2 separate regions of the Arachis hypogaea genome follow, and region 1 is linked to region 2. The links are chromatin contacts, called in public Hi-C maps. All regions are on one chromosome and are shown on one strand. Each heading gives the region's core, a stretch centred on a gene start, on an enhancer-like site or on the middle of the called end of the contact. The rest is flanking DNA. Distances are from core to core; before and after follow the strand shown. Region 1 overlaps LOC112766026 (tryptophan aminotransferase-related protein 2). Region 2 holds the start of LOC112765023.

Region 1 (5,495 bases), core at 318-2,817, 37 kb before region 2:
TAGAGAAATAAAAAAAATAGCCATAACTTATCTTATTTAATATTCATTAATTGTCATAACAATTAATGAATGCTAAATAAATAAGATAAATTATGACTATTTTTAACTAATTTTTTTTGTTATAAAATATTTTTTATTTATTGATTGATTTTAATCTGATCTGTTAATAATTATATTTAATATTTTTTTTCATATTTTTTTTTATTTTATTTTATAATATATAATTTGTATGTAAAAATATGAATTGTGTATTGTAGAAGTTATTAAAATATATTTAATTTAACATCCATAATTTTATATATATGATATTTATAATTTTAAAAATATAATTCTATAATCTACAAATTGAAATTGATTTATTATAATTTATTATTATTTTTTTATATTGCAAGTCACAAACCAATATTTTTTATGTTTTTTATTTTCAATAAATTGAGATTAATCGAGTTTGATATTTTGAATTTTTTTTTACATAGTATATTGTGGTGATTTGAAAATATTTTTTAGGGTTAATAATATCAGGATTTAATCTTTCATTTTAAATAAAGATTATATAATTATAGATGTAATAAGTTAATAATGAGGGAGAGATTTTTTGGATTTGATTCTCATAAAAATAAATTTGATTTTTGGTGTATTAAATAAAAAGAAATATTTATAAAAATAAATTAATTGTGTCAATTAATTAAAAAGAGTGATTTCCACCTTGATCTCTTATAAGTGAGAATGTTATTAATGTGATTTTTGGCTATGTAGCATGGCTCATTAAAAACCAATTTAAGTGTAAGTACTAGCTAATATATCATATTAAAGTAGAAGGCAGGTAAGTACTAGCTAATAGCCGCACCCATATATGTATGTAATCAACATAAGTAGACAATTAAGCTTAAATTAAGTCTAAGTTTTTAACTAGTGAAATATCTTTTCAACTCTTGGAGATACTTATGTAAATGGTTATTCGGTAATTGGATCCAAATATTTTTGCTGGTTTGGGTCGAGCTCTTGCATTCTTTTGTTTGAACTTTGGGCCTCATATTCTTTGAATTATTTAGATGCAGAATTTAGGATAAAAAAAAAATAAAGTTACAATATAAGTTAATAATCATAGGTTGGTCTAATAATTAATTTATTAGTCTATTAATTAAATTGTCTCTATATTAATAGCGTAGAGTTTGCACTTTGCAGGTAGTTTCATTGTAAAAGGTACACATTGTCTTTTTTTTTTTTTTTGTATCAGAGTATCTATTATGTTAGAAATCCAATAATTAATCCCTCAAATATTGATAAAAACACAAAGTGGATGACCCTTCTAAATAAACAAACTCTATTCTTATTTTCTAGTGAATATTGAACTCGAGAGAAATGATTAAAGGAGACAGACCTTCATTCATTTGTGCCAGCTTACGTTGGTGCACATGTTTTCCGATTAATGTTGAATTATGATTCATATTGGATAATTAAGCATACACAAATCCATATGCATTAATACTGTCAATAGGGCTGATCTCGTAGGGCTTTGAATCCTAATTCATAGGGCCAAGATAATATCACAATAAAATGCCTTACAACCAAACGGGCCAACTTTTCAAAAAGCCCATAGGGCTAAAAGTCCTCATGGAGCAAAGGATCTAGGGCTAATCTATGGGCCACCTTTCTTTTTTTTTTTAAACAAAAAGAAAATAAATTTACTTCCCAATTAATTGCCTAGTGTGATTTTTGAGAAATCGAGAATAATAAAAATATGATGAGATTTTGTATATTAATAATAAAAAATAAACTAAGTTAGATTAGTTCAGTGATTAGCTCACTAGTCTGCTTAAGTAAGTGTCGAGGGTTCGAATTCCACTTGATACATGCAGCAACTCATTGGTCAACGACAAACCCTTAAATGAAGTTCAGTACAACGACGGATTAGTCCTTAACCTGTCGGGTTAGAAGATACCATGGGAAACCAAGCAACTTTTGTGTTTTGTAACCATCAATTGGTCATTAATAATATTTTTAATGGTGTGAGATTAAATCTAATAGTGTAGAATCATTCAATTTTCTTTTGATGATTAAATACTGGCCAACTTTTTAAAAAATTGCTGACCCTCAAGACTTTTACATAATAATAATAATAATAATAATAATAATAATAATAATAATAATAATAATAATAATAAAATGTGTCCTTTGACTTTATTCTAATTGTGATGAAAACTTCATTAATAAAATTAGAAGCGGTATGTTTCTTAAGAGAAAACAAGATCAAATTAATTAGTTCACCTAAGCGTGAAAACTCTATTGTTCTACATGTAACAGAATTCCCCTACATTAATTAAGTCCTAAACATCTTAACCAGCATACAAACATATTATCATCATGATTTGGTGCGCATGTATCTCTTTCCACAAACCATACATCAATTATATAATGTCGAAACTAACTAATATAATATAATATTATACATTATACATTGTGTTAATTAAGGTGCAAGTACTACTACTATCGAAAGTTTATAGTAGAGAGTCTGTGTAGAAAGTGCATAAAATTTTCATCTGTATCCAACATGCTAATTCTTACATATTGTTGGCTAACTCCAAAGTGTGTTCCACTTCTTGTTAATATGTTGTGTCCTCTAAGAAAGCTTTCGCAGTCTTCTACATTTCTTTCACATTTTAGCCACACAAATGCTGTGTACAAACGTTTTACAGTGTCAGTACATCAAAATAAAATTCAGTATATAATAATAATAACTTAATTATTTTGCAATATGTAGTACTTTAAGAAGAATTTTGAGAATATTTGTTTAGAAAGTGTTGGAAATTTGTATCTAAGGAAATATTTGTTTCAAGAGAGTAACACAGATTTTAATTAGGTTATATTTTGAGAATTTATTTTAATATACTGTCAGTATAAAACAATTTTATACGTACATCCAATCATCTGATTAAACGACTATGTAAAATATTTTACATGGTCAATATATCAAAATTAGAAACGAAAACAAAATATTTTTTTGTCCCAAAGGGGAAAATTATTGGTATTTTTGCTTCAATAATGTATGAACACCATTTTAGTTTATTATTATTACCTGGATGAGGCTCCAAATTTTGATTAAAGAAGGTGCAAAAAGAAGGAGAGAATGTAGGGACACTGAAGAATCCATTACTACGTTGAACTGCTTCTCTGAGTTGTTTCCATCTGTCTGACATGATTTTGTGGCTGAACTGGAAGAAGGATTCGCCGCCGCCTTGTAGTTCGCAGCTGTCGGAAACTGCCCTCAGAACCTTGGCGGCCCTAAGCTGTGAGTCCTTAGAGACTCCTATGGTATTGAGCTCTATGAATTTGGTCATTTTCTTTGCTACTTCTTTGTCTTTCACAAGAGCCCACCTACAAATCTTAGTGTAAATTCAAATCTTTCACAAGGACATAGCATACTACTAATATGATCATTAGTGTTCAAATCTTTTAGATATTTGCAAAAGATTAATGCATTTTTTAGAAGTTTAATTGATTCAATAGGCTTTTAGGCCAATTCTCTCAGAATTACGCACAAGTATCATCTCAGAATTACTTTAATACGAAGTTTGATAACTGAAAATCGTTGAATAATAATTTAGTCGAATATTTTAAATCATCTAACGATTTATAACTATCAATTTCATATAAAGACAATTATGTATGAGCTTTTACCGAATCTTATTAGTATATTGTTTGATAGTGATACAAACATGATGTGTAAAAAGAAAACAGAAACATAGCCATCATATCAATGAATAATCATATTAACAATTCTACGACTCAGATATATTAATTAGATAGGTCTTTCTATCGATCTTTTTAACTATGCACACGAATTGAAGACCAACAGAAAGACCTATCAAATCCCAATCTTTATTAGAATAGTAAAAATTCAAGTGCAGTCATTTTATGTAAAGTTGATAATTAAGAATCCGTTAGTTGACAATTTAGTAAAAAATGTCAAATCATTTAACGATTCTCAGCTATCAACTTCATATGAAACTAACAACGACCGAATTAATTTCCAGGTATTAGAATAGAATGCAATGTATGAAAGTTAGGAAGAGACAAACCCAATGCGCATTCCAGCATGACCAGTAGTCTTAGAAAGAGTGAAAAGGGTAAGATCATGGTTGGAAGGGGAAGAAATAGGAGTGTACTGAGGCCAGTAATAAGCAAGATCGTGGACCAGTAGACCCTCAGAGCGATTGAGCACTGAACGCCTGACGCAGCCATCAGGGTTGTTGGGAGAAGTAACTAACTCAATGTAGGGCCCACTTTTGTCAAACTTGTCAGCATCACCACCCCATTTGTATAGCCCTGATTTCTGGTAATCCGTCATTGATGGGTATGACTGCATTTCAACATCTCTCATCTTATGCATTCATTAATAATGAAGTTAATTCTACTGTGTCTATGAATTACTGTCTAAATTTTGTGTAACTTATTTTTTTAGTAAATTTTAATTTTTTAAAAATTTTTATTTTTATATTTTTAAATTAAATATTAATTTTTTATTTTTTTTTATAAATAAACATTACCTTTTAGAGACCATAACATTCACATTTTATAATAATCTCTATTCTCTAGTAAGATTTTCAAATGTCAAATCTACTTATTTTGACTGTCATCACTCATCAGTTCAGCACATGCAAACTGTATATTGTATCCACTGTCATCGTCTTATTTATGAGTGTTATTTAATTTATATTTAATTATTTTATACTTATACTAGATTAACATATACCTTTTAATTATAAAATCATAAAATATGTATCAATTTATTATATAAAATAAAATAAATATACAAAAAAAATTTGTTATCTATTAATAATTAAATAAACATAGAGAGAGAAAGGAGGCATTAAATCAATTCTGGGAAACAGATATAGAAGAAATGGTAGATTCGTAGTAACAGTTTGAATGCTCTAATTAAATATATTATTTTACTAATTGTATTTCGTGTATATAAAAAATTAGTTATTTATATAAAAATATATATTAAAAATAGTTGAATCTCTAAGTTTATATATTCAATAATCAAAGATAGTGTTTCAAAAATCAAATTGAACCAGTTGGATTTGGTTAATTGAAAATTGACTATTATATCAATCCAGTTTAAGATAAAAAATGTTTAGAAGTAAATCAGTTAAAAGATAAAAAAATCCAATAAAACAATCGATTAATTAATTGAACCGGTCTTATTATTAGCGGGTTAACCAATTTGAAAAAAAAAAAATAAAAAACAAAAATTTATATATTTTATATATAAATATATTATTTTATTATATCTGATTTAATTCCAATTGAATCTGTAAATCTCTAACTTTACTGATTCAATTACCAGTCCAATTTTCAAAACACTTACACAAAACATGACAAATCAATAAAACATGAAATTCTTATAAAAAAAAATGGTGAATTTTAGTATGCTATGTTTATAATAGTTAGAGTGACTATAAAGTGTTATTAAAATTAAAATTACATTT
Region 2 (5,686 bases), core at 2,236-4,735:
CAATAAACACATGTATTGACTAATAAGCACAGATCAGAATTCAATAACACATGACTGTACTGTACCAAGTACAATAAATCATCGAGTGAACAAATAACTCAAAAAATAAACGTGGTTCCCCCTTTCATAACCCTTTACTCAAACCGTTAACTTCATACAACCAATCTATTTATCAATGACCAATATAATCAGTTTCTTCATACATTCATGTATCTGATCAGAATGGTGCCATAGCTGATTAATGAGTTGCACTCATGATCTTCAATCATGTCCACATCGTCACTGAACATTAATTCGAATGTTTCCATGGCCAAAGCAGATACCATAGCTACCAGTAATCCTTGCAAGAGCAGTCACCATTTTTGAAATGATGGAAACGTATCCTGTCCCTTACTATGATCTCTCTTTGGTATATCTTAGACACTAGTTTCATAAACTCATGACAGTCCTCACAAGACCTTAGATTCTTCACAATCCGGATTTTGGAACCCTGCCTATTCCTGATTAGTCCATAAGCAAGAGCTAGCTTCTCACTATGATGAAGTAACTGAATGGCCTTATCCTCATCATCCATCTCAAGCAACACCTCTGATACTCTCGGATTATACCCTTCCTTTCTAATTTCATCTACAATCTGATCCAATTTGTCATATATTTTCTCTGCTTCAGGGTGATTATAATCTCCCATAGAAAATTCACATACAGTGCCATCAACTTCAATCCTACTACACCCTGGAGGCTTAGTTAATCCCCTTCTGTTCATCAACTCTCTCACCTCTGCTTTGTTACACCACTTCCCTGCAGACGCATAAACATTGCTAGCGAGTATGTAACTCCCACTATCATCATCAGCAGTTCTCCTTCGCAGTTTGAGGTGTTTCATGAGACGCCCTGCTCTGTCGGTATCCCCATGAAGTTTGCAGGCCCATATCAGGGTCCTCCAAAGAACTGCATCAGGCTTTATAGGCATTGTATTAATGAAATCCTCGGCTTCCTTCAAACGCCCTGCTCTCGCGAGGAGGTCCACCACACAGCCAAAATGCTGAATTGTAGGCTCTATACCATAACGTTTTGGCACATCATTCAAAAACACATAAGCTTCATTAACCAAGCCTGAATTCCTACACGCTGAGAGAACTGCTGTCATTGTCCTCTCATCAGGTTCTATCCTACAGGTTTCCATCTCAGCAAACATCCCAATAGCTTCCTGGCACATTCCATGGCTAGCAAGGGCAGAGATCATTGCGGTCCAAACAAAAACATCCTTGTCCACAACATTGTCAAACACGTTCCGTGCACTCTCCAAGCACCCGCTTTTAGCATACATATCAACAAGGGCAGTGCCAACATTCGCCTTAGAATCAATCCCCTTCTCCTTCACAATCATGTGCACCTTCTTCCCCACACTCAAAGCTCCGGTTTCAGCACAGGCCCTCAAAACAGACATCACCGTGGCATCATTGACCTCTATCCCAGCCTTCAGCGTGCTATCAAACAAGGCCAAGGCGTCGACGTGGCGGTCAGCGTTGACAAGGCCATCAATCATTGAAGTCCAAGAAACCACATCCCTAAGAGGCATTCTATCAAACACCTTGCGAGCAAACCCCAACTCGCCAAATTCAGAATACATATGGATCAAGGCGTTCTGGATATACTGATCCGACCCAAAACCCGTCTTAGTGATGAGAGCATGGATCTGTTTACCTTGTGGGGTGAGTTTCAAGCGGGCGAGACACTTAAGGAGGAAGGGGTAAGTGAAGTTATCAGGTTGGGCAGGTTGGTGGTGGAGCATGGAGAGGAAGAGAGAGAGGGCGTGGAAGTGGTGGGTGGGGTCGGGGCTGCGGGAATAGGCGCGGATGATGGTGTTATAGTAATAGGAGTTGGGGCGGGGGATGGAGCGGAGGAGGAGGCGAGCATAGGAGAGGTCACCGCCGGGAGAGAGGGCGGCGAAAGTGAAGAGCTTGGAGACGTTGCGCGCTGCGTCGTCGTTTTGGGTGCCCCCTTTCAGGAGTTGCGCGTGGAATTGGAGCGCGTCGGACATGCTTCTCAGCTCCATCACAACACCACCCACTCATGCTCACTAGTCACCGCCACTTCGTCTTTTCGTTATTTAATATGTATTACTAGTGGAATGACCAAGGTTCTGAAAACTGGATTGATGATCGATCAGCTCTAACTACGAATTTACTGGTTTACTAGTCTAACCAATTCAACGGTACTTCAACTGAAAAATTATTTTATAATAAAATAATAAATAAATTATAAATAAACACTTCAAATATAATTATAATCAAATATAAATTTTTTCAAATTTAAAATAACACTACATCAATCAAAATCTAATATAACTTTTAATCTCATTAATTAATAATTATTAACAATTTATCACTCATTAATCATTATATCACTATTGAACTCATTAAGATAGTTGTAAAATACAAAAGAAATCCATTGAATTAACCAAATAAATAACAAATATTCGATCATTTACTTATTTAATTAATTCAGTTAATTCAATTCATCTATTTCTTCATTAAAAGCAAATACGACAAATTTATTTTTTCTCTAACAAAACACTGATCATAATGAACAAATAAAAGCTCCGCCAAACTTTTAACAAAATTTTTAATATAATTTTAATAAAAATTAACAAAATTTTCAGCCAATCAGAATTTTAGCAAAATCTCAGCATAATTTTAACAAAATTTAATAACCTTTTTCCAAAGATTAACCAAAAAAAAAAAAGCATTCAATGATTCAATAACACCAAGAATACAGAGTTCAGAACAACTAGATATAGAAGGGAATCATAGCTAATCATTCAGTGATTCAAGTTATGGAAGGGAAAGCTCTAAGATGGTTCAATCATCGCTAACTAGATATGCCTTCAATCTTGCTAGAATCAAACAACAATTCAGCAATTACCAACCACAATTTCAGATGCAAAATCAGCAACAACAGAAATTATATGATTACAAATTAGTAATTACAATGAAGCAGCACCACAAATTCGGCAACAGTAGAACCAACTGCATCAACTAAAATACTTCATGCCAAAATTCAAAAATCAGAAATGCAGTAGAAGAAGTAATAGAAGTGCACATTGAAAGTTTAGATCTAAGAAATTCAATTGAGCAAAACTCACTGTGGATCTGTTGTCGCACGGCGGAGCGAAGCAATGGCACCAGGGTCGGTGCCTCGGTGAATGGCAACAAGGACGGAGGTGCGATGAACCGTGGTGGCGCGATGAACGAGGGTGGCGCTAGTGGTTCTTCGGTGTGCTCCACCGCGACCCCGCGAACAAGTACGGCGGCGCTGTCGCGACGCAAAAAAGAGACAACGCGAGCACTGAGCACTGACCTTCACCGAGTATACGACGACGACGGCGACGGCGACCAGAGGGCAGAGTGGCAGACGAAGACGAATTCTGTTTAAGAATACAGAAGCTGTAATATTTGGGATCAAATCCCGAAAGAACCAATTCTTTTTTTTTTTTTGGGTGGGGATTGGACAACTCTAAATTTTAGACATTACATCCATGCTTTACACACCCACACAACACACTTACAGTCTCACACACACTACCATGGGTACTATGGAATGCTATCTGTGCTAGGCCTCCCGCTACCAATTCTGTTTAAGAATGGACCTGTAATATTTGGGCTAGGCCCAGAACTTACAACTTAAAAAGGCCCAATAGCTTCAACCAAAAATTGAGCCCAACAATAATCAATCAATCGAGAGAGAGAGAGAGCAAAACCAGACAAATTCAGAAGCTGCAGAAGAAGAAGAAGAAAGAGGAATTATGGATTGGGACTCTCAAAATTCGGAAAAAAGCGATTCCGTTTTTGTTTGGGATGAAAATTCACAGCTATACTTTCATGCAAGGTTTCCTTTCTTATTATTCTCTAAATTTCAAACAATTCATGTGATTAGTGGTTACTCCATACGTTCTTAATCCTACTTTTTTCTTCCATCATGATCACACGTTCATATCTTAATTACACAGATTGCGTTGCAGTTGATTTTCTGCATGTGGAATGATTTGCATTTTCCTTTCGTCAAATTGTAATTTTTATCTTTTTTTGTCGTCAGAATGAGGATTCGTTCACTAATTTAGATGATGATGAGCTTAATGTGTTTACAATATGTTATGATAAACGCTTGGTACTGCAGAAATTTAGGGTTTAGATAGGAGGTACCTAAAATCGTAATTTAACTTCCTGTAACTGATTGAAATGGTTGTTAAAAGGCTTAAAGCTCATAGTATATTGTTGCAGCATTATTATTGCTGAGGCTAAGCTAGTTAGAATCCACAGACTCGTATCAAGTTCTGGTTCTTACTCTAACGTAGATTAATTTCTTGCAGTAGTGGATTTTACCATGACCCCAATGCTGGTTGGTACTATAGTAGCAGAGATGGTCATTATTATAAATTTGAGGATGGGAATTATGTGCTTTTAGATTCCAATAAGGTAACAGGTTCTCAATTAATCTACATCTGGTTTCTTAAGAACTAAACCCTTTGATCACTGTCGTGTCAAGTCGACGATTTACGTTCCTTTTGCATGTTGTCTCAGGATGATGGTGAAGAAACATATCCGTGTGAAGAAGCTGCTCCAGAAAGCACAGAACAAGTATATGGTAACAACAATGAGGAATACCCTTCCTTCCTCGAAAGTGAATTCAAAGCTTACCAGCGGACAGAAAGCTTGTCTAATGATCCAGACTATGGTATGTAGTGTTAGCTTAAGTGTCAAATTTGATTAATTCTTGATAATCATAGTATCTGAGCTGAGGTATGCTCTGGAAACAATATTACAGTATGATGATGGTCGAAAGCAGGTTCTGCAGTAGCCAACAACAAGGGGTTACTGCCGTGTGCCACATTACATTTGCACTTCAGTTATTTTAACCAATTGACAATTGATTTCTAGTACTCTTTGAGCATCGACATTACGTGTTTCAAGCATGTAGTGGTAATGAATGAGTGACGACAGTTAACTAAGTAGATGTATTTGTAATAGATCTCTTGAATTCTGTGAGCACTCCAACTATTGAAAACCCTCCTCCGCCACCATCAGAATGGTATGTACCTTCAAGAAACTTATTCCATTGAAATGATTATATATTCAAAATTATCCCTTGGACTTATTCATCTTGCTAATGTACAGGTTAGAGGACACGCTTATTGATCTTTACTTGTCTGGCTACAAGACAGAAAATAGCACAGCTGATACAATGACAGTACCCTTGGAAACAGATGATGGATCTGCTGATGGTTTGTCATATACCCCTTGACGCTTTTTAACTTAGAAAAATGTAAAACTACCCTGCTTCTAAATTATCTGTTTCCTGAATGTATGGTTAATGACAATACTTGTGAAGTGGGTGACAAGTGGATCCCAGGGCCAGTAGCTGCAAATGGCATAGTTGATAAAACTACTGTTGATGAAGGTATAGCTTACAGCGATACTTATGATCTGGAAGAGGGTGAGTGGATCCCAGATGCCGAGGACTTAAATCAGTTAAATGGCACAGCTGATGCAAGTACCACAGATGAAGGTATGTTACAGATGTGTGCTTGTAAGCTTAATATTATATCGACAGAGTTCAACAACATATATCGTATTTTATCATATAGTAATTTACTAGGTTTGATATTTCATCTATTCTCTTTACACCT

The links. Hi-C and Micro-C count contacts between places; a contact is called where the count stands out from the background.
Region 1: a Hi-C map of an unstated tissue shows a contact between it and region 2, with 2.3 times the contacts expected there. The contact joins the enhancer-like site here to the promoter of LOC112765023 in region 2. A contact is called at or near these places in 2 of 8 Hi-C or Micro-C datasets (leaf and an unstated tissue).

Annotation. Positions count from the first base shown.
Region 1 is chr7:194,868-200,362 of arahy.Tifrunner.gnm2.J5K5, reverse strand. It overlaps LOC112766026 (tryptophan aminotransferase-related protein 2), which reads right to left. Exons shown (of 5, transcript XM_072199844.1): 3 at 4,080-4,381; 4 at 3,077-3,375; 5 at 2,388-2,675. The coding sequence ends at 2,488. Among protein-coding and RNA genes, the nearest start is that of LOC112766026, 9.7 kb to the right of the region's middle. Within about 2 kb of position 1,567, at least 3 of the 3 cell types and tissues checked have open chromatin away from gene starts, as enhancers often do.
Region 2 is chr7:159,321-165,006 of arahy.Tifrunner.gnm2.J5K5, reverse strand. It overlaps LOC112765023, which reads left to right and starts at 3,485. Exons shown (of 10, transcript XM_025810879.3): 1 at 3,485-3,888; 2 at 4,370-4,475; 3 at 4,581-4,734; 4 at 5,028-5,088; 5 at 5,175-5,281; 6 at 5,389-5,565. The coding sequence starts at 3,806. LOC112765022 (pentatricopeptide repeat-containing protein At4g21065) reads right to left here and starts at 3,568. Exons shown (of 7, transcript XR_011864232.1): 1 at 3,146-3,568.